2 separate regions of the Mus musculus genome follow, and region 1 is linked to region 2. The links are chromatin contacts, called in public HiChIP or PLAC-seq maps. All regions are on one chromosome and are shown on one strand. Each heading gives the region's core, a stretch centred on a gene start, on an enhancer-like site or on the middle of the called end of the contact. The rest is flanking DNA. Distances are from core to core; before and after follow the strand shown. Region 1 overlaps Dock5 (dedicator of cytokinesis 5). Region 2 overlaps Dock5 (dedicator of cytokinesis 5).

Region 1 (5,167 bases), core at 2,491-4,990, 130 kb after region 2:
GGAATTCCCTGTAGGATTCATCTCTACAGGTCTGAACAACAGGATGGCCACTCAGTCCATCCTCATATCCTACCCACTAGGGAAAAGAGGTGTCCCATCATTGCCTGTGGCTGGGCACATCCTGTTCTTCCCTCCCTGGGCTGCAGTAAACTTGTCAGCACCCCTAGGCTCCCAAAGAGAATGAGCACCCCCCCCTCCGCCCCTGGGGCTTCTCTCAGAAATGGCCTCTCACTCAGGATGGAGGTCGCAGTTCCGAATAGTGTCCTTCTGCAGGGTACTTGGAGAAGTACCCTGGCAGCTGTTTTCTATTGCGCTTTCAGAGTAGGCTGTGGTTTTTGAATAAGGACTGGTTGGGGAAGTGGGTTAGGAGAAGTGAGTGACACAGAAGGCAGGAGGAGGGAGCTCCAGCCTCCCAGGCCTGTTGATGAGTTCCCAGCCTCCAGCTGCTGCTATTACTCACCAGTGCAACTCCATCTGACTGCTACAGTTTGCTCCAAGGGTTTACCCCTGAAGGATATGGTGGGTTTGCTACAGAAAACATGGCCCTGAGATTCCCGACACCAACTAGACTCCATTCACAGCTGTCCCCTAAAATGCTTCTTCCTACCACCCCTCCTCCATGGAAACAGGAAGTAGTGAGGCCACTTTGTCACAGGCTGGGTAATGACCATCTTCACTCTTCCTGATTCTTAGTCACGGGAAAGTAAGCAGAGGCTCTCAAAGGCAGTCTCCTGCTGTTGGCTCCAGGTAAAAGCACCTACCTGGGACTGGGGAAATACAGGTGTGCATATTTGCACATACACATGCACGTTCGCATATACACATGAGTATACACACACACACACAAACACACACACACACACACACACACACACACACTCACAACCAAAGACCAGCAATCTCCAAATGTTCCAGCCCTATAATTAAGGCTGCACTTTTCCTCTACTGTCTGTCAAACTCACCCTCTTCTCTGGCCAATACTTTCGGATGCTCAGGGGCTGGAGAGATGGCTCTGCAGTTAAAGAGCACCAGCTGCTCTTCCAGAGGACCTGGGTTCAATTCCCAGCACCCACAAAGGGGCTCACAACCACCTGTAACTCCAGTCCAGGGGCTAGTAGGCCCTCTTCTGGCCTCCACAGGCACCCAGCATATCTCGTACAGAGAGACACATGCAGACAAAACAGCTGTGCACATAATATAATTTCTTTCAAAGAGACTTATAATCTCCTTAAAAATTGATGTTCAGCTCCTGTCTTAAACACCGCCGCTCTCTTCGTTAGAACAATCCAAATCTCACATCCACAATTCGACTCCACAAACAGCCCCTGAGCACCCCTCTCCACCCTGCATGACATCTCTCTTCTCTGAAGTACCACAGCTTTCCCCTTGCAGAAATCCCAGTTAGCAATCCCAGCTAGTCCTGTGCATCTGCCGGCCACAATGAGGAGGTGAGGCCCTCCCGAATGTGGACCTGTCTTTAGACTGCCTTCAGCCAACTACTCATGAGACAGAGACTTAGACATAACCCAAAGAGTAATCCAAGGTACAGATGACAACTCTTGACTTGTTTACATATTGATTTATTTTAAGCATCACCATATGCCATGTTATCCTCCTAACGCTATATATCTATATCTATATATCCTAACGCTCTGTATCTTTATATCCCCAGTCTCCATCTTCCCAGGGCTGGGATAGCAGGCTTGTTGCCACCCACGTACAGTGTATGCCATGTGATTGAACCTAGGGCCTTTGAGCATGCTCGGCCAGCATTCTAATATCTGAGCCATGTTTTCCACTCCTTATTCTACATTTTAAGCATATAGTTTGTCTTTTTTTTTTAATATCCTATTAACCTGTCTTCCCACCTCCACTCCTCCATCCCTAGTGCCCTTGTTCCTTTCAAATACTCTTTCTACTTTCACATTACATATACATGCATGTGTGTGTATATACATACATACACATATGCATTTAGAGTACAACATCTGTCATTCTCAGGCTGACTGACTGCTGATGCAAGGCTCTACACTTGTATCCATCTCCCTGCAAATACATAATTTCATTCTTACTTTTTAATGGCCGAATAAAAACTCCATTGAATATGCACACATTTTCCAAAAAAAAAGTATTTGTAAATATTATTTATAACTCTTCTATAAAACACACAAGACAGTCCAGTCATTCGCCCTTCTTCCCCCAATGCAACCATGTTTCTGCTTCTTTCCAAAACGGCACCTGTGGTTTCCCATTGCACAGGAATAGATAGGTTATCAGAAGTCACCCCCCAGATACTTGATCACACAAGAAAAAAACATGTATAATTCCTACTGGGGACAGATTTCTTCAGCAGTGTTCCTCAGAAATGGGCCAAAACACCTGTGCTCTATCCCATTCATGTCTCTGGGTAAAAGTGTAAACAAGACTGCAGTCACTTACAATCCGGTCCTTCCAACTCAGATCTTGAGAGCCCCGCCCTCCACTTCCCTCACCTGAGGACACCTCAGATTTCCCCTGCAGCTACTCTTACACAACTCTGCCAAACCACACAGCATGCAACAGGAAAGAAAGCACTAAGCACTAAATTCAGCCTGGCAGCAGCAAGGCTCTCGGTGAGACAGTACAGTTACCTCAGCCCATGATGGCCAGTAACAGTAACAGCGTACCCTGGAATAGTCTACAACCAAGATTTCTCTCACTAAATGGAATTGCTAGCTCTAAAGCCATCCTTTATCATACAAACCCATGGCTGGTGATCACCCTGTGCTAGCCTGATACTGTTTTAAGCACAGGATAAGTGCACCTAGGAGAGAAACTAATGTTTTCATTCTAGACCGTGAATAATTGTTACAAAGAATTGTTACAAAGGACTGGTGAGATAGCTCAGTGGTTAAGAGCAGTGACTGCTCTTCTAAAGGACCTGGGTTCAATTCCTAGCACCCACATGACAGTTCACAATTGTCTGTAATTCCAATTCCAAGGGATCCAACACCCTCACACAGACATGCATGCAGACAAAACACCGACCAATGCACATAAAATGAAATTTTTTAAATTATTGTAAATATCAATGCCTGTACATTATGTGCATTATGTGTCCTTGGGGCTTGGGGAGGTGGTGAGCCTCCATGTGGGGGCTGGGAATCAAACCTGGGTCTTTCATAATAAGGAGAAGTGCCTTTTACCACTGAGCCAACTCTCCAGCCATTATTTTTAAAAGGAAGGGAGGGAGGGGGGGAGGGAGAGAGGGAGGGAGGGAGGGAGGGAGGAAGGGAGGGAGGAGGGAGGGAGGGAGGGAGGGAGAGAGAGAGTTGAACAAACGCTGGGGATGTAGCAAGGGTGGCAAAGAGCACTTACACATGAGCCCTGGGTTCAACCCCCAGCCCAACATAAACCAGGCATGGCAGCACATGCCATAATCCCAGCTCTGGGAAGGAGATGGCAGGCGGGAGAATCAGTTCACCCTTGCCTACACAGAAAGCTGAGGCCAGACTTGGTTACAGGAGAGCCCTTCTCAAAACAAAACAACAAATCCCCAGAAAGTGAAAGGGACAGCTAGGGAAAGAGCGAAGCTAGGATGTCCTAAATTAAACAGAGCAGAATTCGAGACTCTTTTTTTCTTCCCCTTTTTTCATTTGCAAACAGCATGCCTTTCAAGGACTTAACTTAATCTAGACCTCAGTTTCTCATCTATAAAACAAGAACCAGACTGGATGACTCAAGGGCCGTTAGCTCCAGCTTCCTGATTCATGAAGTGACAATCCAGGCCAGAGAGAAGAGCTGCTTTGAACTGGCAGGCACCACCGCAAGCTCTTGTTTTGTCTGAGGAAATTAAACAAGAATAGGGAGTCGGCTGCATAAAAATTGCTTCCCTGACTGCTTTGTACAAGGTTGGGAGAGACAAATTGCTGGAATTCTTCCCTAAGCAGCTTACTGTTTATACCAGGAAAGTGTAGTTTTTGCAGAGCCAAACAGACAAGACAGTATGTCTACAAATGTAAAATAAGTCTGCATCCCACCAAATCCTAGATTTAGCTTTTTCTTTGAAACGAGGCTTATACAAGGGGGGGGGGGGTCTGAAGATGAAAGAAAATTGAAAATTGCATAAGAAGCAATCAAAAGAACACTTTTAGAAGCTGCAAATAGGACCAGTTTTGAAGAAGTTTTTGGCCACGAGCTATAAATCTTTCTAATGAATTGAGATCTTTCACGAGTTCCCAAATTATAGTCCCCCAAGGAACAACTGGAACCTTTAATTTTTTTTATAGATAGAATCTTCAGAAGTGTCCAGCCAAGCAAAGGATACCGTCCCAAGCTGAGTCCTTCGCTAGTCTGAATATTAAGGTGATTAATGGACTTATTCATCTCCATTTTGAACCTTGTCTATCCGTCTGTCTGTCTGTCTCTCTCTCTCTGTATGTGTGTGCATGTGACAAGGTCTCCTACCTCGGTCCCCAAGGCAGGATAGGCCTGTACCACTACATTTGTTTTGTTGTTGTTGTTGTTTTTCATTATTATATTTATCTATCTGGGTTTGGCCATTAGTTTTATCAAGACTATAAAGAGCCGCAACTATCTTTGACATTCATTCTGGCTTTAATGCACTAATATTCTTAAAGGCCAAATGGAATTTTTTTAATCTGAGATATAACATCACAATAATGGCGAGAAAATGATATTCGACAACAGGCATCCTACCAAGAAGTACAAAAAGTCCATCACTTCACGCCAACAAGCAGGTTTCAAACTGGCCTATGTGCACTGCGATAGCCATGTCCCATCCTGCGCTGACGTGCCGGAGCCAGGGGCTTCCAATCAGATGCCTGCTGCAGTTCTTAACAACAGTGCCCTCGCCCAAGAGGAACAGGAGCTTCCAGGTTTCTCATTTCTCAAGCACTCAGAAGAACAGTGGCTGTCACGACAAACTTACTGGCTATTATTCCAGAAGCTTCTTTTTTGTTGTTTTTATTATTATTTTATGTGCATCAGTGTTTCGCCTCCACGTATACCTATGTGAGAGTGTTAGAGGCCCTGGAACTGGAAGTATAGACAGTTGTGAGCTGCCATGTGGGCGTGGGGAATTGAACCCAGTTCCTCTGGAAGAGCAGCCAGTGCTTAGAACAGCAGAGCCTTCTCCCCCACCTAAATTCCAGAAGTTTCTAATCTG
Region 2 (5,276 bases), core at 1,127-3,626:
GAGACTCTTTGGCCTTTGTGTTTTTTTGCCTGGGCTCTGAAGACGAAGGGAGAAACCAAAAACATTAAACCTTCACGGTGGACCTGCCTGACCTTAGTAATACCTTAAATGCTGGACAGAAGTTAACAGAAGGGCTTAATTCCAATGGCCTTTCTTCTTTCTGTTCTCAAGTGTGTGCGGGTGCACACACATGCGAGGGCCAGCTTGCCTGAGTTATCTGCCTCTAGTCTTCTCCACTATATAGCTGAGCACACCGCTCAGTGGTTTAGCTAGTTTAGCCATGCACTGAAATTGCATGTAAGCTGTGACGTCCACCCAATGCTCACACTAGCTGTGGCAAGTGCTTTGCCTACTGACCCATCCATGCTCCCCTCTCCAATTGTCACTTTTAAGATTACTGCATCGTTACCCAGCAGGCACTGGGCAGAGGTACCTGCTGGGAATGACTCCAAGATACAGGTAACTTCTGATCTGGCCACTGGCTTGATCCTGACCACATACACTGAGCCATCTAAGTTGGAAAGAAACTACCTGGACTCTCAGCAAAAGTTGGATGTCACAAACACTTAACAACTTGACATGGCTTATGGAAGAGGAAAACGTGGCTGGTTTAAAGTTCAAAAGTGGAATGAAAATGTTGGCACTGACTCATGAAACACAGTGGCAAGAGCCACAGTTCCAAGTGCAACCCACGTGTTTACACCGTGGGGGATGAGATCTTGTGCCAACATTGACTTGGAGACTTGAGCCTCTCTGTCTATGCGTTTCTTCCTGCCATCTGTGCTTTGACACCAGCACAGGCTGCGGTGTCCTGAGACTAGCTAGCTGCAGCCAGGCTTTTATCTGTAATTCACTGCTGTGCAGTCAATGAACAGGTGTCGGCTGAGAGGCAGATTTTGCTTGCTCTTGTTCCTTCCTTCCTTCTTTCCCTCCCTCCCTCCCTCCCTCCCTCCCTCCCTGCCCCCCTCCCTCCCTGCCCTCCTCCCTTTACCATCACATCAGGTTCTGGAGCCTTCTCTGCAATGACTTGTGATTTGCTCAGATTCCAGTCTTTCCTCTTGAACTTGCTAATCCGGTTCTCACTGTCTTCTTTGGGTGGCAGATCTTCAACTCTGGCACCCGATGAAGCTCTGCGTTCAAACAGGGGTTCCAGGATGGACCTGTCAGCCGGGAAGGAGGACAAAAGTCACAAAACATTAATCCCAGAATGATAAGCCTTCACTCCAAAGCACCAGCAAGACCCTCAACTCCATCTTCACCCAACTTCTCAGGTTCCCAGAGTCTTAACAACCAAACAAACAACTCAGGGTAAAATGTCCAGAAATGAGACTATCATCTGAAAGAGAGAAAATATTAGTGAATATTTACCCTCTCCCGTGTGTTATATATTTGTTCTCCTGTGGATGTGTGCATGTGTGTACATGCCACATGCAGGCATGAAAGCATGCATGTGAAGGTCAGAGGTCAACATGGAGTGTCTTCCTCTTTCCACCTTATTTGTCAAGACCGAGATCCTTATGGAATCAAGAGCTCACTGATTGGCTGGCCTGGCTGGCCAATGAGCTATCAGAATCTGCATATCACCATTCAACTCTAGCACTGGGGTTCTATATGTGTGCTGTCCCATCTGGCCTTGATGTGGGTGCTATGAATCCAAATCCAGGTCCTCACGTCTGTGTAGTAGGTGCTTTACTGAGGAAACCATCTCCTCAGGTCCCACCAGTATTTATTCTTCCCAGGGACGAGATAAGGACAGAACCCATAGAGTAAAAGAGTGGGCAATCTGGGCACAATGTCTTAGATTTGTTATCTGCAAAATGTTTGAAAAATGTCCACTAGGTATAACAGTAGATTTCCAAGTCCCATAATGAAAACTAATCCATCAGGAATCATGATCAAACACTACACGTAGAGGAGAGAGTTGGATATGTAACAAGCATATTATAGGTAAGGACAGACATTTTTGGCAGTCAAAATAGAAAGAGTAGCCTCATTTTTAAAAAACTTAAGATATAAATGGATAATTAATGAAAAAAAGAAAATCCAAAAAGTATAAAATTTGGTTTCACTTATTATTACATAAATGAAAATAACTGCAGCTGAGGATGATGTCTTATGTCTTATATCCCAGGAACTTAGTAAGCTGAGGCAGGAGGATCACTCAAGTCCAAGGGTTTGGAACTGGATTGGGCAAAGTTTTTGTTGAGTTTCAATGCAAAAAAAAAAATGGATAATATAATAAGCGCATGTTCAGGTCCCACATCATCAAAAATGACCGTCTTAGAGCAGGTCTTGTTTAGTCTACATACCCAGTTACAGCCCTCACCCTTCCCTACATGACTTGGGAGGGGCTGCCTGGTGCCATACCTACCATAGTTCCAGAGGGCATTTCTACAAGACGCGGTCATAACCACAACCCCATCATGCCCTAATCTCATGCAACAATCTTCAAATTAACTTCCCAATTTTCTTACAATTTTTTAAATGGGTGGCTTGACTGAATTAGGATGCAATTAAGAGTTACTCCCTGTATTAGATAGTACACTGAGTAGATCACTTTAAGATTTTAAAAAACGCTAGATCTCTCTTTCAGCCAGTCCAGAATTAAGTATTGTCACTGGCTTAGAGGACTGCAGGCAGGACAAACTCTAGGGAGGTCTGCTTGAGGTCACACTGAGTTCCTTAAGACTCCAAGTTCCTCTTTGGAGGTCTCTGCTTTGTTGTTGCTGTTAGTCAGCGTATCATTCTATCAGTTGTGGTGGTTTGCATAAAAATGGCTTATTCATCAAGGAGTGGCACTGGGAGTGGGCTTGAAGGCTTTAAAAGCCCACACCCAGCCCAGTCTGCCTCTGGTCTCCCTCTTTCTTCCTGTGGATCAGGATGGAATTCTCAGCTACTGTTCCCACAGTGAGTGCCACCAAGCTCCTCCCACAACCCTGCCACAATGGACTAACCCTCTGAAACTGTAAACAGGCCCTCAATTAAAGGCTTTCTACTGTAAGATTTGCCTTGGCCAAGGTATCTTTTCACAGCAATAGAATAGGGAATAAGACAATAGCTGAAGGTAGTCCTGAAATTTGAGACATCCTCCTGTCTCAGCTTTTTGAGTGTTGGGATTGTAGGCATTAGCCATAACAATTGTATGAAAGTTCTTTATCTCATTTCAAGGTAACTTCCCTTCTAAAAGGTTCTACCTAAGCATCTATCTATCAACTCTCTATCATTTTATCATATATCAGCAATATCTGTCAGTTTGTCTGTCTGCCCGATTGCCTACTTGCTTGCCTGTCTGCCTACCTGTCTGTCTGTCTGTCTGTCTGTCTGTCTGCCTGCCTGCCTGCCTGCCTGCCTGCCTGCCTGCCTACCTACCTACCTACCTACCTACCTACCTACCTACCTACCTACCTACCTACCTAATACTGCATATGACTAAATATTTTCTTGGGGTATTTTTCAGTTGATAAAGTTTCCATCTGAATTACATACTTATCTTGCATCTCCTACTCACTCATTAATTCATTTGCTAAACAAACTTCTTTACTTCGACTTTGTAATTTAATAACATACTTTAATCTTTCCGTCCCCGAAGAGCAGACCCTTAAATGTTTTCCCTTGTTTTAAAGAGCCACGTTAGGGGACAGCCATATGAATAAACACAGAGAAGAGCATGCATTGAGGCGCTTGACTTCCTAGAAAGAGCTACCCTGGGGAATCGTCACATCTGTTCTGAGGTGGTCCTGGTGGTTAGGAGTCAGGGATTAAGATGAGATTTGGGGGGCTGGAAAGATGTCTGTAGTGAGAAAAATACTGTTCAAGTAGGAGAACTTGAGTTCATATCTACAGCACCCATGTAAAAAAAGCTGCGCCAAGCAGTGTGGACCTAAACCTCAGCACTGCAGGCAAGGATGGGGATCCGGGCTCACTGGTCAGCCAGTGTAATCACAGAACTGCAGGCAAGGATGGGGATCCGGGCTCACTGGCCAGCCAGTGTAACCTCAGCACTGCAGGCAAGGATGGGGATCCGGGCTCACTGGCCAGCCAGTGTAACCTCAGCACTGCAGGCAAGGATGGGGATCCGGGCTCACTGGCCAGCCAGTGTAACCTCAGCACTGCAGGCAAGGATGGGGATCCGAGCTCACTGGCCAGCCAGTGTAACCTCAGCACTGCAGGCAAGGATGGGGATCCGGGCTCACTGGCAGCCAGTGTAACCTCAGCACTGCAGGCAAGGATGGGGATCCGGGCTCACTGGCCAGCCAGTGTAACCTCAGCACTGCAAGCAAGGATGGGGATCCAGGCTCACTGGCCAGCCAGTGTAACCTCAGCACTGCAGGCAAGGATGGGGATCCAGGCTCACTGGCCAGCCAGTGTAACCTCAGCACTGCAAGCAAGGATGGGGATCCGGGCTCACTGGCCAGCCAGTGTAACCTCAGCACTGCAGGCAAGGATAGGGATCCGGGCTCACTGGCCAGCCAGTGTAACCTCAGCACTGCAGGCAAGGATGGGGATCCGGGCTCACTGGCCAGCCAGTGTAATCACAGAGTAAGTTCCAGGTTCAGTGGATCAAAAGATCAGGTGGAGGAGAGTAACTGAGGAAGATTCCTTGTCACCAATCTCTGGTCTCTACACATGCTGGTGTGAGAGCACCCACATGTGCCTGTGCACATGTGCACACACACAAACACGCACACGAGAAACTCTCTAGTGATGTTTCTAATAAACTGAATGTTAAAAACTCATGAAGAGGTTTTGTGTGTGTGTGTTTGTGTGCTGTATCATTTTCTGCCTTTGGAATTTTGTACTAATATTGTTCTCTGACTAATTGATGAAGCAAACTAAGTTTGAAGTGGTTTTAAAACCAATACGTGATAAGAAATTAAGCTGTGCTCACCAGGTGTTTGTTGTTCAGTAGGTGGTAAGATATGAATTTGTCATTTCATTTTTATTTTTTAGTAACAGTACGGTCAGTGGTGGTCCTCATGAAGAGATGTGGAGGAGCCCACAGCTATGGATTACTCTCCTCCAAGGAGCGGCGTGTAAACACACCAAGTCTCACACTGGTGCCCAAAGATAATGTCACAAGATATTGTCCTACTCTCCCCAAGTGCAAAAATCAGCCTTACCCATCCGATCCTGGCCTGGACGATGCATTGTCAGAAGAGTTGGAGGAGGTGGAGATCACCGAGGAGGCCACAGAGGTGACAGACAGCCTGCGCAGCGTGGAGGACAGGATGTAGGGCAGTACCATCGAGCCTGCACGGCTTGGCTTCCTCTCTGTC

The links. HiChIP or PLAC-seq counts read pairs in DNA pulled down with a chosen protein or histone mark.
Region 1: a contact with region 2 is called in an H3K27ac HiChIP or PLAC-seq map of embryonic stem cells, with 12 read pairs. The contact joins two enhancer-like sites. A contact is called at or near these places in 1 of 115 datasets of contacts at active chromatin or transcription factors (embryonic stem cells) and 3 of 9 other capture datasets (adipose tissue, liver and pancreatic islet).

The regions. Positions count from the first base shown.
Region 1 is chr14:67,884,506-67,889,672 of GRCm38.p6, forward strand. All of the region lies in intron 1 of Dock5 (dedicator of cytokinesis 5), which reads right to left. Among named protein-coding and RNA genes, the nearest start is that of Mir6539, 27 kb to the left of the region's middle. Within about 2 kb of position 3,741, at least 136 of the 459 cell types and tissues checked have an H3K27ac peak or open chromatin away from gene starts, as enhancers often do. A contact at or near this core is called in embryonic stem cells, where this site is marked.
Region 2 is chr14:67,758,040-67,763,315 of GRCm38.p6, forward strand. Dock5 (dedicator of cytokinesis 5) reads right to left here. Exons shown (of 52, transcript NM_177780.3): 48 at 5,121-5,276; 49 at 992-1,160; 50 at 1-36. Among named protein-coding and RNA genes, the nearest start is that of Gm52126, 9.8 kb to the left of the region's middle. Within about 2 kb of position 2,377, at least 54 of the 459 cell types and tissues checked have an H3K27ac peak or open chromatin away from gene starts, as enhancers often do. A contact at or near this core is called in embryonic stem cells, where this site is marked.